2 separate regions of the Mus musculus genome follow, and region 2 is linked to region 1. A link is a contact called in public HiChIP or PLAC-seq data. All regions are on one chromosome and are shown on one strand. Each heading gives the region's core, a stretch centred on a gene start, on an enhancer-like site or on the middle of the called end of the contact. The rest is flanking DNA. Distances are from core to core; before and after follow the strand shown. Region 1 holds the start of Il17rb (interleukin 17 receptor B). Region 2 overlaps Cacna1d (calcium channel, voltage-dependent, L type, alpha 1D subunit).

Region 1 (7,314 bases), core at 3,132-5,631:
GTACAGACAGAGTGAACGAGGTTTTAGGAGTCTGGGGGATGGGAGGTAATTCTGCCTGAACTTCCACAGCTCATCAGCAGGAAGTGCAAGTTTGGATTCCCAAGCCCAAGACCCCTGCTGCTCCTAGGCTGGCCTCAGTTGTACAAAGTGCCTGTGGTTAGTGATGCAACTGCCCTGGTCTAAGATGACTGCTTGGGATCTGCACATAACCTAGGGTGTGTCTTTCAGTGCATGCATATAGGTATTTCTTTCAGGCCTAGGGAGGGAACGAATGGGTCCTATACAGTGCTTATTTCTGGTTTAGTGGATGCTTCAGGCTTTAGCTTTGACTTTTTTTTTTTAAAACCCTCCAAGCATCAGCACCCGACTATGCCTGTTTTGACAGCCCTATGTCCATACAGACCATACTGTCTGTCTGCTCCTCCATCCCTATATTTCCAAGCTCCCTTTAAAGTCCATAACAAGATCGACCAAAGACCTCACCCTGCTTGGTGTAGGGCCTAAGCCTATTGTAGCATCTCACAGGAGTGTCCTGGGGCCATGCCCTGGTCCTTCCAGCCCCACCCCACTCACATAGATCCAATCACCCCTTGGGGCATCCCTGGCTGCCTCTCCTACTGCTCTGAAGAACATGCTGACGAAGCCTGTCAGTGACTTGTTTTCCCAGGTCACTGGGACCCTTCTCCTGGCTCTTTCCACAACCTCCTTGAGTTTTTGAGACAAGGTCTCACCCTGTAGCCCAAGCTGTCCTGGAACTAGTAAATAGCCCAGATGGGCCTCAAACTTGTAACAGTCTCCTATGTCAGTTTCCCAGGTGCTGAGCAAATGTACTCTTGACTAAACCAAGTTTAACTTTGGCAGATGGAAACCACAAGCGTGGTCATCAGGGCCCCAGGATTGGCTTGTGCAAGGAACTCGCATGTTGCTCTCCACCTAATCTGGAAAAAACACCAGGACTTTGATGATATCATTTGAGAAGTAGGAACGTAACCTAAGCAGAGCTTTTCCTAAAATGAGGGGAGTCATCTCTGCCATGAAGTATGACTGAGGAAAGCCTTTGCTTGTCAGCGACTTTGCACACTTACACACCCAGCCAAGAACTGCCCCCAGCCCAGTGCTGCCTGGGCTTTAAGTCACTTCCAAGCCAGAGTAGCCCCCAGACCCCATCCTGAAGTCAAACCACTTGTTTTGTTCTTTCATGTCCCACGGTAGGCATGATTATAGATATAGCTGTATAGCTCTTTGTACTCTGACTGCTTGTGTTTGTGACATCCATATTGTCACACACACACACAATTCTCATAGCTGTACTGAGTTCCAAAGTTTCCACATTGTGATTCCTTTTTGCTCTTGGGCATTTGCATGCTGTTATGAATAGTGCTACTGTACACATCCTAAGATAGTATATGCCTGTGTATGTCTGGGGTATGTGCCGAGGAGTAGAATTAATGGGCCCTATGTCCTTCCCGTTTCTAGTTTAGTAGACACTACGACTGATGCAAACTTACCGTCTGCCCGGAGTATCCAGCTTATGTTCATCAAAATTGAAAACTCCTCTGCTGCCACACTTGTCTTGACGAGTTCCACTTGGAGGTCCCTCAAGTCTCCTGGAGTGAGTGTGTGTTGGACCATCCACTCTGGAGATGGCCCTGGGAGGAGGCAAGGGGACTTCATTTGATACTCCTGTTTCCGGCCCAGTCAGAAGTTACTTCCTCCAAGTGATCTCTCCTGTTCCATCACCTGTTCACAGCTCACTTCTGCTAAGGAAAGCTAAACTCCTGGATCCTGGCAGGTTTATGCACCTGAATAAATTCTCTCTGCCTTATGGTCCCAAACTACACAGTGTTTGTGTATTTGTGTGTTTGTGTGTTTGTGTGTGTGTGTATGAGACCAGTCCTCCTTTCTCCAAGCCTCACCCAGGACTCCACCCAGGACACTATGACAGCTCTTTTTTAACGCCCCATCTTTGCTGCCACTGAACCTTTCACTCACTCTCCCTAGTCACCTTCTTCGACAAAACCCACCCATTCTTCAAAGGCTACCATGTCGGGTACCTATGTGTAAAACATTTGCTGCCTACTCCCAACAGTGGTATCACCCCTTGTACCCTAATCTCTGTCCCTCTGTGGGGTGACAGGTACTGCTTCCCATGTAGCATGGTGCATCCCACTCTGCCTGTGTGCTAATTCACTGGGAGGCCAGCCCATTTCAAACACACCCTTACTCCCCAAAGTCCGCCTTTCCTCATGAGAACCTCATTCCTGTTAGTTAACAAGGCCACGCAACACACTGTGCCTGGTCTCCCGTGACCTTCCCAGTTCTCTAATGTACCCACCTGTCTCAGAGCCACACTGAATAGTCTGCAGGAAAGAGAAACCAAATGTCATGTTGAAGCCAGTAAACCACACTCCTCACTTTACCAAATTAGGCACCACACCAATATTGTTCCTTAGATGCATATACAAGTGACAAGTTTTCAACGAAAAGATGAGCCGGGAGCTGGAGAGATGAATCAGTGGTTAAGACAGCATATTGTTCTTGCAGAAAACCTGCATTTAGGCTCCAGCTCCCATACTGGACAACTCACAGCAATTGCCTGTCACTCTAGCTCCAGAAATCATAGTCGTGGTTTCTGAGGGCACACACACACACACACACACAAATTAAAAATACAATTCTTTAAATGTTTTAAAAGAAAAGAGCTAGTTTGATTGCACTTTCCAACTTGAGGGGAATTGAGCTGCCCCACTGTAGCTGTGATGGGCCCTGGCTTAGCCATTGGTACACCTGGTTTTCTGGCAGCTGCTCACCCCCTTGAAGACCAGGTAGGCCTCATGCATGCTTTCTTTCCCTGCCTCGGATTACTGAGGGCCACGGTGAGGCCACTTGTATCATCTAATGCTTAACTGTTGGTTTTCAGGACCATGTAATGTTTATTAATTTCTTCAAATTAAAGATTGGCTATGCAAAGAGGAGAAGAAAGCGGGGAGCAATGACTGCAGCCCGCAGGACACACACACACACACACACACAAGCTCATATCATACTTCTGAATGATCCAGAACTCAGCTGAGCTACTTAGAAATCCGTTGGGGACAGTGACCTCATCTTTCTAAAACAGCTTTCAAAAAAGTAAAACCCCCCTACTGTCTACGAAAGGCCAGTTACTAAACCCTTTGACGTTTCCATTAAAAGGGAAGAGTACTAGTTTGGAAATAGTATATTGAGCCTAAAACATTTATTTTAGTTGTCAGTAATCTTCAGTGGCAAGACACAATGTGACAAACCCAAAGGACTCTTAAGATCTCAGCTCTCTCATTTCCAAAACCTTGGTGAAGGCAGAAAGCAGAGGTTTTGATGGAGCAAATGGGGTTTGGATGATGTCATCCACTGTCCTTTGCTTTGTGACATTCTCTTATTAAGCAAATGAGCCACCTACTAGGAACCAAGTTCTACTTGAATGGGAGCAAGACAAGGTGTGTAGGAAAAGCCAGGTGAGGGCTCTACATTTTGCAGAGTTCATTCAATGTTCTTCACAGCTGCCCCCAGGACAGTTTTTTTCTCTTGCACAGAGACGGCAAGGGCTTCAGGACACCATAAATAAGCTGTGACTTTCCACAGTCACCAAGGATGCCTTCCAATGTGTGAAGAGAGCAGGGCTTGCATCTGAATGCCTTGTTGAGGATGCGCTTTTCCCTCCTAGAAAGATTCTTTCATTCATGGGGACTGGAGAAGAAAGGAAAGCTGCCTTCAGGAGTTAACATGGCCCTAGACAGAAAGGAAAAGCAAGCAAGCAAACTGATGCAGGCTGTCTGTTGACCCAAGAGGTGGGCAGCACAGATGTAAGCAGTACTGTCTTGTTTGTCATCATTAACCCAGGACAAGGCATACCTGTGTGAGTTGAGTACCACCCTTTTTCTTTTTGAGGAGAATACTACGACTCAAATGCCCAGGTGGCATCTGTGACAGTTCTAAACCTCATTCCCCTGGGAAGCAGTCTGACAACTGATACCTTCCAGGATGGCAATAGATGGGTGGTGTGAGTTCAAGACCCATCGCGGTTAGCTCAGGGGTGCAAACTGGCCCCTTTCTAAGGATGGTTCATGGACAATTCCTTGACAGTTGAGCTGGCAGGTTTTCAGGCGCTTGTCGCTTGTCAGGGTTCAGCTAAACGGATGGGAACCGAAAGGGTGCCCACAATGGAGGGGGATGCTTACCGGCTCTCGAGGCAGGGCGCTCCTGCACGATGCAGCCAAGATCAGCAACACTAGCAACATGGCCCGGCCACTGGCCACCGCCCACCACCACGCGGAGCTGGGGCCAGAGGTCCAGGGTCCTCTTATCCAGGCGCCCGCCGCAGTTCTCCGGGCTCCGCCTCCCACAGTACCGCCCTGCCCAAGCCGGCGCTGGCCTGGTCCCAAGACAGTAAAGTGGCCGCCTTGTCGCCCTCGGGGCTCGCGGGGGTAGGCGGGGTGCGAATGACTCAGGCCCGGGAGGACTGAAGCTCCAGCAGGCGCGGGGCGTGTCGAGCCCCGCGCACAGGTGTGTGCCGCAGGCCAGGTGGGGCGACCGCACCCGCGCCTGGAGCCAGACGGAGCAGCTCGCGGCACTCCCGGGACGCCAGTTAAAGAGCAGCGGGCGAGGATCAGCGGCCACTGCCTTCTCGGCTCTCCTGGCTCCTGTCCTTCGCGTCCTGGCCCAGGTGCGGAGTTGTCCCGGGTGAGTAGCTAGCTTTTCAGGTCCTAGGCTGGGTGAGGACCTGAAGCGGAGGGGCTCAAGCCACTGAAACCTTCTGGGTTTTGAGAGAACTAGCGACAGGAACTTAACAGTTACAAGGTAACAGTGATAGGAATCTCCACCCCTGGCCTCTCAGGCTTTCTGGTTAAGTGTACTCCTATAGAATGAGGCCTGGCGGTTACATCTGGGGTCCCGAAGCTGGTGTCTCAGCACTGTGGGTTCCGAGCTAAGGTTCTGACATTTGGCAGTGCTGCTTCTGCCTGAGTGAGATCTGCCCGACTCTCCACCACCTCTCGGACCTTAATTTTGGGAAGGTGGGCCAGGGACCATCCTTTTGAGATGAAATGGCTTGAGAGGGGGATAGCCCAGTATCATTTGGGGTTAGAGAAAGGGCTACAGAGCCTGGAATTCTGCTGCTTCAGCCCTTCCTATATCGTTAGCAGAGCTGGGCTCACCAGACACGTAGACAGTGGAATTGGAGAGAGCTTCAGGCACAAGTCCTGCTTCTCCCTGCTAAGAGGTTGGGTGGAGTCAAGTGGCTGTATTTGCTGAAGCCCGACTGGGATACAGACTAAATTCATCAGTGAGACAGACTTCAGGTGAAGATTCTGGTTTTGATTCACCTGGAGAAGGCTCCGTCCCTAGCCTCTGTTGGATTGCAAGGAATAGTTTCCTGAGAAACTTGTTCTGGTGCCTGACCAAGGAGATTGACAGAAGGGAGGTTGTAGCCCCACCCTCGCCTGGAACTGGGCCATCCTGGGCTCCCACTCAACCTCAGCGAGCCGTTCAGGCTCAGTGGTTCCTGGGAACAATAAGCTTTCATAGCAGCCTTTCTGACCGGTAAACCCTTGCCTGCTACCAGGGTGCAAAGGTGCATGCTCTTGGCATGGAGCTGAGCACTGTGACAGGAACATGCAAGGCCAGAGTACCTGCCCTGGTGGGAAGACAAAATGGAGACGGCCTTGTTTTCCAGCTTCTATCTGAGAACTTTGCCCTATGGGGCTGAGGAGCCAGGCAGATGTTTAGATAACAATCAGTTTCCAGTTTTGAAAAACAGCCCATGGGGCTGTGCAGAGCAAGTAGAGAGCACTCCCTCTCAGCTGAGCAAGTCACAGCCGATTGCCAACACGTGTTTACTCGGTGAGTAGCTGAGTGCCAGTCCCTGGGCTGCTCTGGCAGAACACAGCCTGCTGTAGTCAGCTCAAGGCAAAAGGCAAGGGGCTTTGGGACAGCAGGGATAGAGAGGTCAGGTCCAGGGACAAGTCAGCCATTTCTTGGCCCCTGAGACAGAAAGGCGGGCAGGAAAGTTCTTGATGTCACATGCACACAGAAACTGGAGCGACCTCTCCTGACCTTGGCAAGGGGAGGTGGGACAAACATAAGGAATTGGGTACTTGATTGGCTTGTTTTGAGAAATGGCTCAGGGCAGCTAGTTGGGTTTCTTATCCCGGAGAAGAATCTGGTGGCAAAGGAGAGAGGAAGAGTTGGGTGAAGGGGGTAGAAAGGGGTGGAAGATATGGGAGAATACTCAGGCAAGGATGCCAGGACAGCCTCCGAACACTGCCTGAGAAGTGCCACCAACCCACCTCCAAGGCCAGTGATGACAGGCTTAGAGAGGACACTGCCCTGTCTCTGGGTCAGGGGCATGTATCCCGTGGCCCATGTGCAGTGGAACAATATGCAAGCAAGGCCCTGCAGCTACAGACGGGGTTATAGCTGGGCGAAGAGCCTGTACCTGCCTGTCTTCAGGACTCTAACTTGCCACAAGTGCCCTCCTTACCCCCAGAGTGATGCAAGTTGATTGAACATTTGGCTTCTAAGATAACCAGCTGGAGTGGACCCACCTGCTTACATGCCTAAGCCTGGCCACCAGAGGCAGGGCCACAGAAGTAAAGAAGGCTTGGCTATTTCACATGGATGTATGGCAAGCTGCTGCTCTCCTCAGAGCCTCAGTTTCCTTTCCTGTACAATTAAATGAGGGAGCCATCATAGTGAAGAGGTGTCTGGAATCTGACGGAAGCAATCTTCAGAGACTCCACATGCTGCCCGTAGTCATGCATTCTGTCTGCAGGGCTACTAGAGCTACTTGGCACTGGGAACCTTCATGTCCAGGGGTTCAACGGCTGCTCATTAAATCCCAGAACAAATGAATAAATGAGCACGTGCCTTCCCCCAAGGCCATGCCTGAGCCTGTACACCTGGGAAGATTGCTTTGGCTTTCTTCTATCCTGTAGGAGAAGGCTGTAGTGTGGTATGGCCAGAGCCTGGAGGATGACTCTCTCCATCACCCACACTTCCAGCAGGTCTGTGTGGCCACTGCAGCTGAGACTCCAAACCTCCAGGTTTCCTGGCTCTACGACTCACTTGCTATCACTTGGCCATGGCCAAAGCTCTTGGTCTCTTGCCACCTCAGTTTCCCCAAGAAACTGACATTACCTGTCACTCTAGCAGAGCCATCAGGAAACTCAGAAGAAAACAGAGTCAGAGGAAAGCAAGTTGAAAGGTTTAAATTTGCTGCGTAGATTTTGAGCAGGGGCGACAAGACGGTTAAATTTTTTTTTTATTCTAATATCTCCA
Region 2 (7,108 bases), core at 4,322-6,821, 120 kb after region 1:
GTAAACTGCTGGTCTGAACATATAGCTCTAAAAAGTATAATTGTGAAGGAATCGTGCTCTCACTTCCCCTCCGCTGGCTATAAATAACTGCAGGGTCTGACATATGCAGCCTGCAAGTGGGTTAGAGAACCCAGACATCCACAGACTCACGAGCAGATTCAAGGCTGCACCGGTACACACACGAAGCTCTTGTAGGCACCGTGTAGCTTGTGATCTGTGGAGGTCGGTGGGGCAGGACCACTCAGCTTAGTATATGTGTCTTGTGTAGCAGCTTAGTCGTTACAGAGAAACGATTTGACAGAGAAAAACAGTCCGTGGCCATAGCTTTCTGTTTAGGGAAGCCTTTAATCCTTTCTCAGGTCTCTGCCGTTCCTCTGGCGCCTCGTAGGTGTCAAAGCTGAGTGGGACATGTGTCTTCGTGCTGAGTCACCAGGTGCCCTTCCTAACTAGCAATGCTCAAAATATACCTTTAGGAGAACATCCAATATTGAGTCGTGTTTTCATAAAAATAAAATGAGCAGAACCAAACAGACATGTGACATGTCCCCGCCCACCTTCCCGTCTCTGTTTGTAATTAGAGGAAGACATTTTCTCCCTCTGCCTGTCTCCTTGTGGAAAACATTCTCCATCTCCTTGCCACAAGAGGACAGTTACGGACCACAGACCTAGAATCCAGGAACGAACCAGCCAGGCTGCAAAGTCCCTTTTCTCCTGGCCTTGCTTGCCTCAGTGTCTGGGAGGAGGGCACTTCCTCTAGGTATGACTTAGGAGGAAAATCTAAGCTGCCTCAATGTAGCCCCAGCTGGCTACATTGTAGCCCCGGCTGACTTGGCTGTGTTGCTATGTCAAACACATAGAACCCAGGAAGGCTGCAAAGGACAGGCTTTGAGTAGATCTGGATCCAGCAAGTTGTGCCTTGTTTTTATTCTGCTCTGCAGTTTTCAATGGGACAAATGGCACAGATAACTCTACTGAGGACTCTTAATAGCTCACAGCTGAGTTTCCTGGGATACATGATCCCATACACATAAGTAAGGTGGTCCCAAAATGCTATGCTTGGTGGGTCTACCTTGTACAGCAGTGATAAGCTACATGTGACTTCAACATCGAAGACCTCAGTGCTGTATCCCCTGGAAATGTGTAACACCACCAGCCTGACTCTCCTGGGCTCGATTATGTGTGGGTGGTATGAAAGTCTGCACTCCTGAACACTGGCTATGTAGGTGTCTGGTGCCGGTAACTGGAGATGCATATGGTACAGTTCCAGGGTTGGTGGCCTTGACAGGCATGAAGGGTGGTGGACAAATGACAACTGCAAAATTTACACCAAGTCTAGTCCCAGCTTTAAGAGAAGGGCTGGACCTCAATGATTAAGAGATTTCCTGAGGCAATTGAAAGTCTTCACGGAGGACACTCCAGGCCAAAGACCCTGGAGACGAAGGCACCAAGGCAAGACACCTATGAGGACAGGTCAGTCCAGAATGGCTACAGAGCAGGGGAGGAGTCCAGAGGAATGTTAAAGGCTGAGGCAGGGGATGAGAGGCAGATGCTAAACTAGGAAACAGGGCTGTGGTCTTTTGTAACAGAGACCCACAAAACAACTCTGTACTGGCTAGTTTTGTGTCAACTTGACACAGCTGGAGTTATCACAGAGAAAGGAGCTTCAGTTGAGGAAATGCCTCCATGAGATCCAACTGTAAGGCATTTTCTCAATTAGTGATCAAGGGCGAAAGGCCCCTTGTGGGTGGGACCATCTCTGGGCTGGTAGTCTTGGTTCTATGAGAGAGCAGGCTGAGCAAGCCAGGGGAAGCAAGCCAGTAAAGAACATCCCTCCATGGCCTCTGCATCAGCTCCTGCTTTCTGACCTGCTTGAGTTCCAGTCCTGACTTCCTTGGTGATGAACAGCAGTATGGAAGTGTAAGCCGAATAAACCCTTTCCTCCCCAACTTGCTTCTTGGTCATGATGTTTGTGCAGGAATAGAAACCCTGACTAAGACAAACTCATTAAGTTTTATTCAGACTCAGGTTGAGATAAAATTACTTGCAGCAGGTTTATTCTTTTTGAGGTCTATGCTTAGTCGGAATACAGACCACTTCCATCAGTCATGTGAGTCCATTCATGCCCCATCCCCAGCTCAGGACTACTGGTCTGTCTTCTCTGCTCACTGCTGTTTACTAACCAGAATCATCATATGTGTCATTTCGAGGCTTCATTTTCCTCACCCCAAAATGTTTTTGAGATTCATCAGTATTGCTAACATTATCAGTAATTAAAAAACAAAACAAAACAACCTAATGTTGTGTGTGTGCATGTGCACATATGTGTGTCTTGTGTAGGGTGCACATGCACATGGAAGTTGGGGACAGCTTGGTTGAGTTGCTTCTCCTCCATCTTTATGTGGGTTCTGGCGCTAGAACTCAGGTCGCTTGGCTTGCACAGCAAGCACCTTTCCCACTAAGCCCTCTTAGTGGCCCTCTCAGTAACACTCCCTTCTCCCTGTCACTGAGAAGTACTGTACCACATGGATAAATCACAACTGATCTGCTCACTGTACCATTTGATGGACATTGGGTTATTTCTACTTTAAAATAATTATGAATAAACCCACTACAAACACATATACTTTTAGTGTAAGTTTCTTTCTCTTACATAGATACCGTATAATTAGAATTGCTAGGTCATATCATTACTGTAGCTTTATAAGCGACTACTAAAGGCTTTTTCAAAATGATTGTGTCATATAACATGCCTGCCAGCACTGCCCAAAACACCCAGCAATGTCCTCCTCATTTCTTTGCTTATATACCATGCAGCTTTCTTCTTGTGAACTGTGTGCTGGAACCTTCTTTCCACTTTTATAGGGCTGTTTGCCATTAATACTGTCTCTCTACATATTATTTTCTTCACATATTAGATCACATATTAGATTACATATTAGATCTAGCCTTTTATCAAATATGACTTGCAAATATTTTGATCAGGTCTGTGGCTTATTCTTTTGATTTTATAATAAAATAAAGTTAGATGCTTTAATTCTTATGGGGATCAATCTATCATTTTTCTCTCATATGGATCATGTCCTGGGCAATGATCTTTAAGAAGTCTTTGTCTAACCTGTGGTCACAGTGCTTTCTCTCCCGTTTTCTTTCGGAGTTTCTACAGGGTGAGGTTTTATTTCTTAGTTTTATGACTACTGTTTGCATACAGCAGGGAAATGTCTTTAATTGAAAAGAACACATAAGAAGAGAACACAAAATGCATGTGGGGACTTACAAGATGAACACACAGCCTGCATCCAGGGCTGGAAACTGAACACTACTAGGTGCCTTAGACTCCTGTACCTTCTTTTGTGGAGAATCTTTCTGAGAAGTGACTGGAGGGTTGCTAAAGAGGCAAATGTGCTCCTGCCTAAAAGCTGATGCTCCGTCCTGCTCCCCGAGGCAGTGCTGTAAGACTTAAAGACTGACTGAAATCTGGGAATCCATGTTTAAACTCAAGTCTAGACCAATTCTACATAAAAGTCAGAATTTAAAACATAACATAAAAACCGTAATGCAAGCTCTGAGGGGGAAAAAAAGGAAGGAAAGGAGGGAGAGAGGGAGGGAGGGGCGAGAGAGGGGGAGGGGCGAGAGGGGGGGAGGGAGGGAGGGAGGGAAAGCAAGTTGAAAGAACTGACCTGAGTTTGGATTTCGAGATGGCCTGACTGAAAGGGAAGAAAACAGTGTTAAGACTCCCATGCGGAAGGTTCAGCTCAAGTGCCCATCACTGAAGTAGAGATGGCTAAAGCCATGCACAGAAGCCAGGACTCTGGTTCCCCGTGGCTGATTCTTAATAGCTGGCCAGTTGGTTAAGGCCAGAGCAGATGTCAAGGTGCTAACGGTGTGCCAGGAGCACCCCCAAGGGCCCAGGCACAAGAGAAGGCTCAGATTTCCGGACTGGCCATGGACCGGTGCAGGGTCCTTCTCCTTTCCCTCCCTCTAGCGGAAGCCAGTTTGCTGGGCCACTGTGGCCTGCAACCCCAGTCTCAACAGTAGCAACTGTTGCTCCTGCCTGGCTCCTGCGATCACAGCAAGGGTAAGGGTGGGGACACAGCATGCCTTGCAAAGCTCAGTGTTCTCATCTGTAAAATGGGGACAGCAAATCCATTCCCAGCCCACTTCACGTCATAGAGAGGGCAGAGCAGGAGAACAGGGGTGAATCGCTCCATGAGCCATCGCCATACCTCCCAATAGTGTGTGTGTCATATTTATGAACCTCTGCCCCAAATGAGGTTGAGTTCTCTTAAAGATGACACCCGTCCTTTGGAGGAATAAGATGTAAACGATGCAGGCAAGAAGCAAACAAGTCAAATCAGCACCGGGCTCCCCAAAGCAGGCAGTTCTTGGCACATTCTGCATTGCTGCCCCAACCCTGCTACTGCAGCCCAGTTATCTAGAGAAAAGCCTGGGAACCCTCAAGGGGATAGCGCCCCACGTGGTCAGGAAAGGGCAGTGCAAACACAGCTCCAAAACACGGGGCCTTGAGCAGTGGAGGGCGGGACCTCCGGATCCAGCTGCCGGGATGGGGTTGGAAGGTCCCATGGGTGAAGGAAGATTTAAGTATGTGGCACATTCTAGCCAGCAACTCTGCCATTCAAGCTCTTCCTTCAAAGCACAGATACCAAACCCAAGTGGGAGGAGAAATCAGCCTTTACCCCCACCGCCGACACCCAGAGGGCCCGGTCTTGGCCGCGCCTCTTCTTTTCCACCAGCACCTAATGAACAGAGCAGGTGGCTGGGTTAAAAAGCACACTTCCCATGCCCTGCCTTAGGCAGACAACGTCACAGCAGAGGCAGGCAAGATGCTGAGATGCCCCAGCAGACCTGGTATAGGAGGAGGGGTACCAAAGGGCTGGAGGCAGCCTGTTGGAGCACAGCTGATCTCCTTCCAGAGCCCAAGGACTCCACTGTCCTCTGGGGGTACCCTCTCAGCGCTAGCATCTCCAAAGTGGGGTAAGGAGGCTGAGCAGCCTCCACACTCACCAGAGAGTTCCACAGCATCCCTGGGTCTCGCCTTCACCACTTACGTTCTCTGTGTTGACAGATTCAGTCTCGCTGGTGGGCATGCTAGCTGTGGGGAGAAGAAAAGTGCTTTAGACAGCGTGCTGTGGCATGACATGCCAGGCGGTGGGCCAGGTGCAGACTCTCAGGATGCCGGAAGGAGGGCTATCAGGCGTGCCAGGCTGAGCCTACGCTTTCAGTGGCTGCAGAGAAAGCCAATATCACCTGCAAGAGACAATTCTGGTGACCCAAATGCTTCCCAAGAAAAGAAGCCATGGTGTCACAGTGAATGGAGCCGGCAGGCCTGGCACAGGCCTGTTCTCTCTATCACAGCACTACAGAGAAGGTATACAAATATCTCAGTATGGGAATGCTTCCACTGGCCCCTTCTGCAGAGTTCACGGCTCATGGAGAGGTCTTTACAGCACACCAAAGACAAGCTATTACAGTTGGAGGAGGCAGTGCATAGAGACACGTGCATAAACGTTTTTCAAATGTCAGGAGCTCCACTCAGTCTGTGGCAGTTGATTGGATGTCTAAGCTCCACCGAGAGTGTACGGCCAGCATAGGGAAGGTACTTCCTGAATAAGCCAGCACTGGAGCGCTATGAAAGCAGAAGGAAAGCCTTGGAGCAGAGAGCAGGTGAGGGCTCTTGCCAATCATCGAGCAGGGCAGGGCCAACTTCAGTCCCAGGTCTGATGTCTCTGAGACCTAGGTCCATGTCAGGATCCTTAGAAGAAGGGGAAGAGATGTAAAACGGGCCTACTAGTGCTTGGAGGTCCCTGGATCCCCCAGAGCCAACGTCTGACATGTGGTCACCTGGAAGGTGAGGGGCAGATGTCCCTGAATGGAGCTACCTCAGGAGTCTGTGCAAGATGCCCTTGGGAAAGATGCCTGATTATGCTGGGAGACAGAGTGGAGCTGAGAGGGGGAGGAAGCCCAAACTGAAGCTGGGGAAGCTACCTAGGCTCATGGACATCTCTTTCCTGAGGCAGAGCCCCAGTGTTCAGAACCTTACACTACCCGCACGAAAGCCTTGCTCCTGTGGTCAGGCAGTTCCCCTGAGCAAGGACACCTCAAACTTCATCTACAAAAACTGTTAGCAGTGCCTATAGAACGGTGGTGGACACTGTGAGCCCCAGTCGAGGCTGGGGGTGGGGGTGGGGTGGGACTGGGGGTGGGGGTGGGGTGGAGGGTTACTGTTCTCTCTACTGACTGTGTGGCTTCCATCCCTGCTGAGGAGAGAGAGAGAAAGCTCACTGCAAGGAGAAAGTGGGACCTGACTCATAGACCCAGAGGTCAGAGAGCCCTGTCTCCCAAGGGCACAAAGGGAAGTCCCTGAGCCCTTTGTGAACACACAAGAAGCTGAGCTTGTCGCTGCGGGAGGCTTAGCAGCTACATCCAGGCCCAGGTTTCAGAAGCAGAGGCCAAATGAACACCAACTGATTACACTCCTGGGACTCTCCTGTTCCTTTTCCTTGAATTCAAAGCAACCAACTACAAACCTCCATTCACTTTGGAACCCATGGTGGGGGGAGGGGGCGGGACACAGGGAAAGAAACAAATTAGGAAGTCTCATCATCTGACACAGGAATATCCTTCAGCAAGTACTCCATTAAGACCCATGCACTCGCGTACACACACACACACACACACACACACACACACACACACAGCCCCCTTCTCCTGTCTGTTCTATGCTCCCATCTGTAAGACTAGGCTGTAATATCATTGTAGCAGCTTGTTGCAAGTTGCCCCTTGTACTGACAGGTGCGGAAGACCACACTGGAAACTCTTTTCAGATCCCACCAGGAGTCCCTCTCTTTGTGACCTGGGATAGCTGCTGGTTTCTGAGGCTGAGGTAGCATAACATGTGCTGTGCATTTGGGGGAATCTCCAGGCCCTGATCTGCCCCACTCTTCATGAGAACATCTGCCTCTCTTTGAACTTCAATTTCCTAGTGATAAAATGGCAGTGTGAACCACACATTCAGGGCCATTTCTGTCCATATTAAGTGCCCCCACAATTCTCTTATTTGTCATATTGAAACATTACTAGTTTTCAAAGG

Evidence for each region. HiChIP or PLAC-seq counts read pairs in DNA pulled down with a chosen protein or histone mark.
Region 2: an H3K4me3 HiChIP or PLAC-seq map of the SCID.adh cell line shows a contact between it and region 1, with 15 read pairs. The contact joins the enhancer-like site here to the promoter of Il17rb in region 1. A contact is called at or near these places in 4 of 39 promoter capture datasets (the 3T3-L1 cell line, the HPC-7 cell line and embryonic stem cells), 3 of 484 Hi-C or Micro-C datasets (embryonic fibroblasts, mammary gland and myocytes), 2 of 115 datasets of contacts at active chromatin or transcription factors (the SCID.adh cell line and T-cell acute lymphoblastic leukemia) and 2 of 9 other capture datasets (adipose tissue and embryonic stem cells).

What each region holds. Positions count from the first base shown.
Region 1 is chr14:30,004,515-30,011,828 of GRCm38.p6, forward strand. Il17rb (interleukin 17 receptor B) reads right to left here and starts at 4,382. Exons shown (of 11, transcript NM_019583.3): 1 at 4,218-4,382; 2 at 2,336-2,360; 3 at 1,509-1,649. The coding sequence starts at 4,277. Chdh (choline dehydrogenase) reads left to right here and starts at 4,486. Exons shown (of 8, transcript NM_001136240.1): 1 at 4,486-4,719.
Region 2 is chr14:30,125,095-30,132,202 of GRCm38.p6, forward strand. Cacna1d (calcium channel, voltage-dependent, L type, alpha 1D subunit) reads right to left here. Exons shown (of 47, transcript NM_001083616.2): 10 at 5,023-5,110; 11 at 3,678-3,704. Among named protein-coding and RNA genes, the nearest start is that of Gm52106, 56 kb to the left of the region's middle. Within about 2 kb of position 5,572, at least 8 of the 459 cell types and tissues checked have an H3K27ac peak or open chromatin away from gene starts, as enhancers often do. A contact at or near this core is called in the SCID.adh cell line, where this site is marked.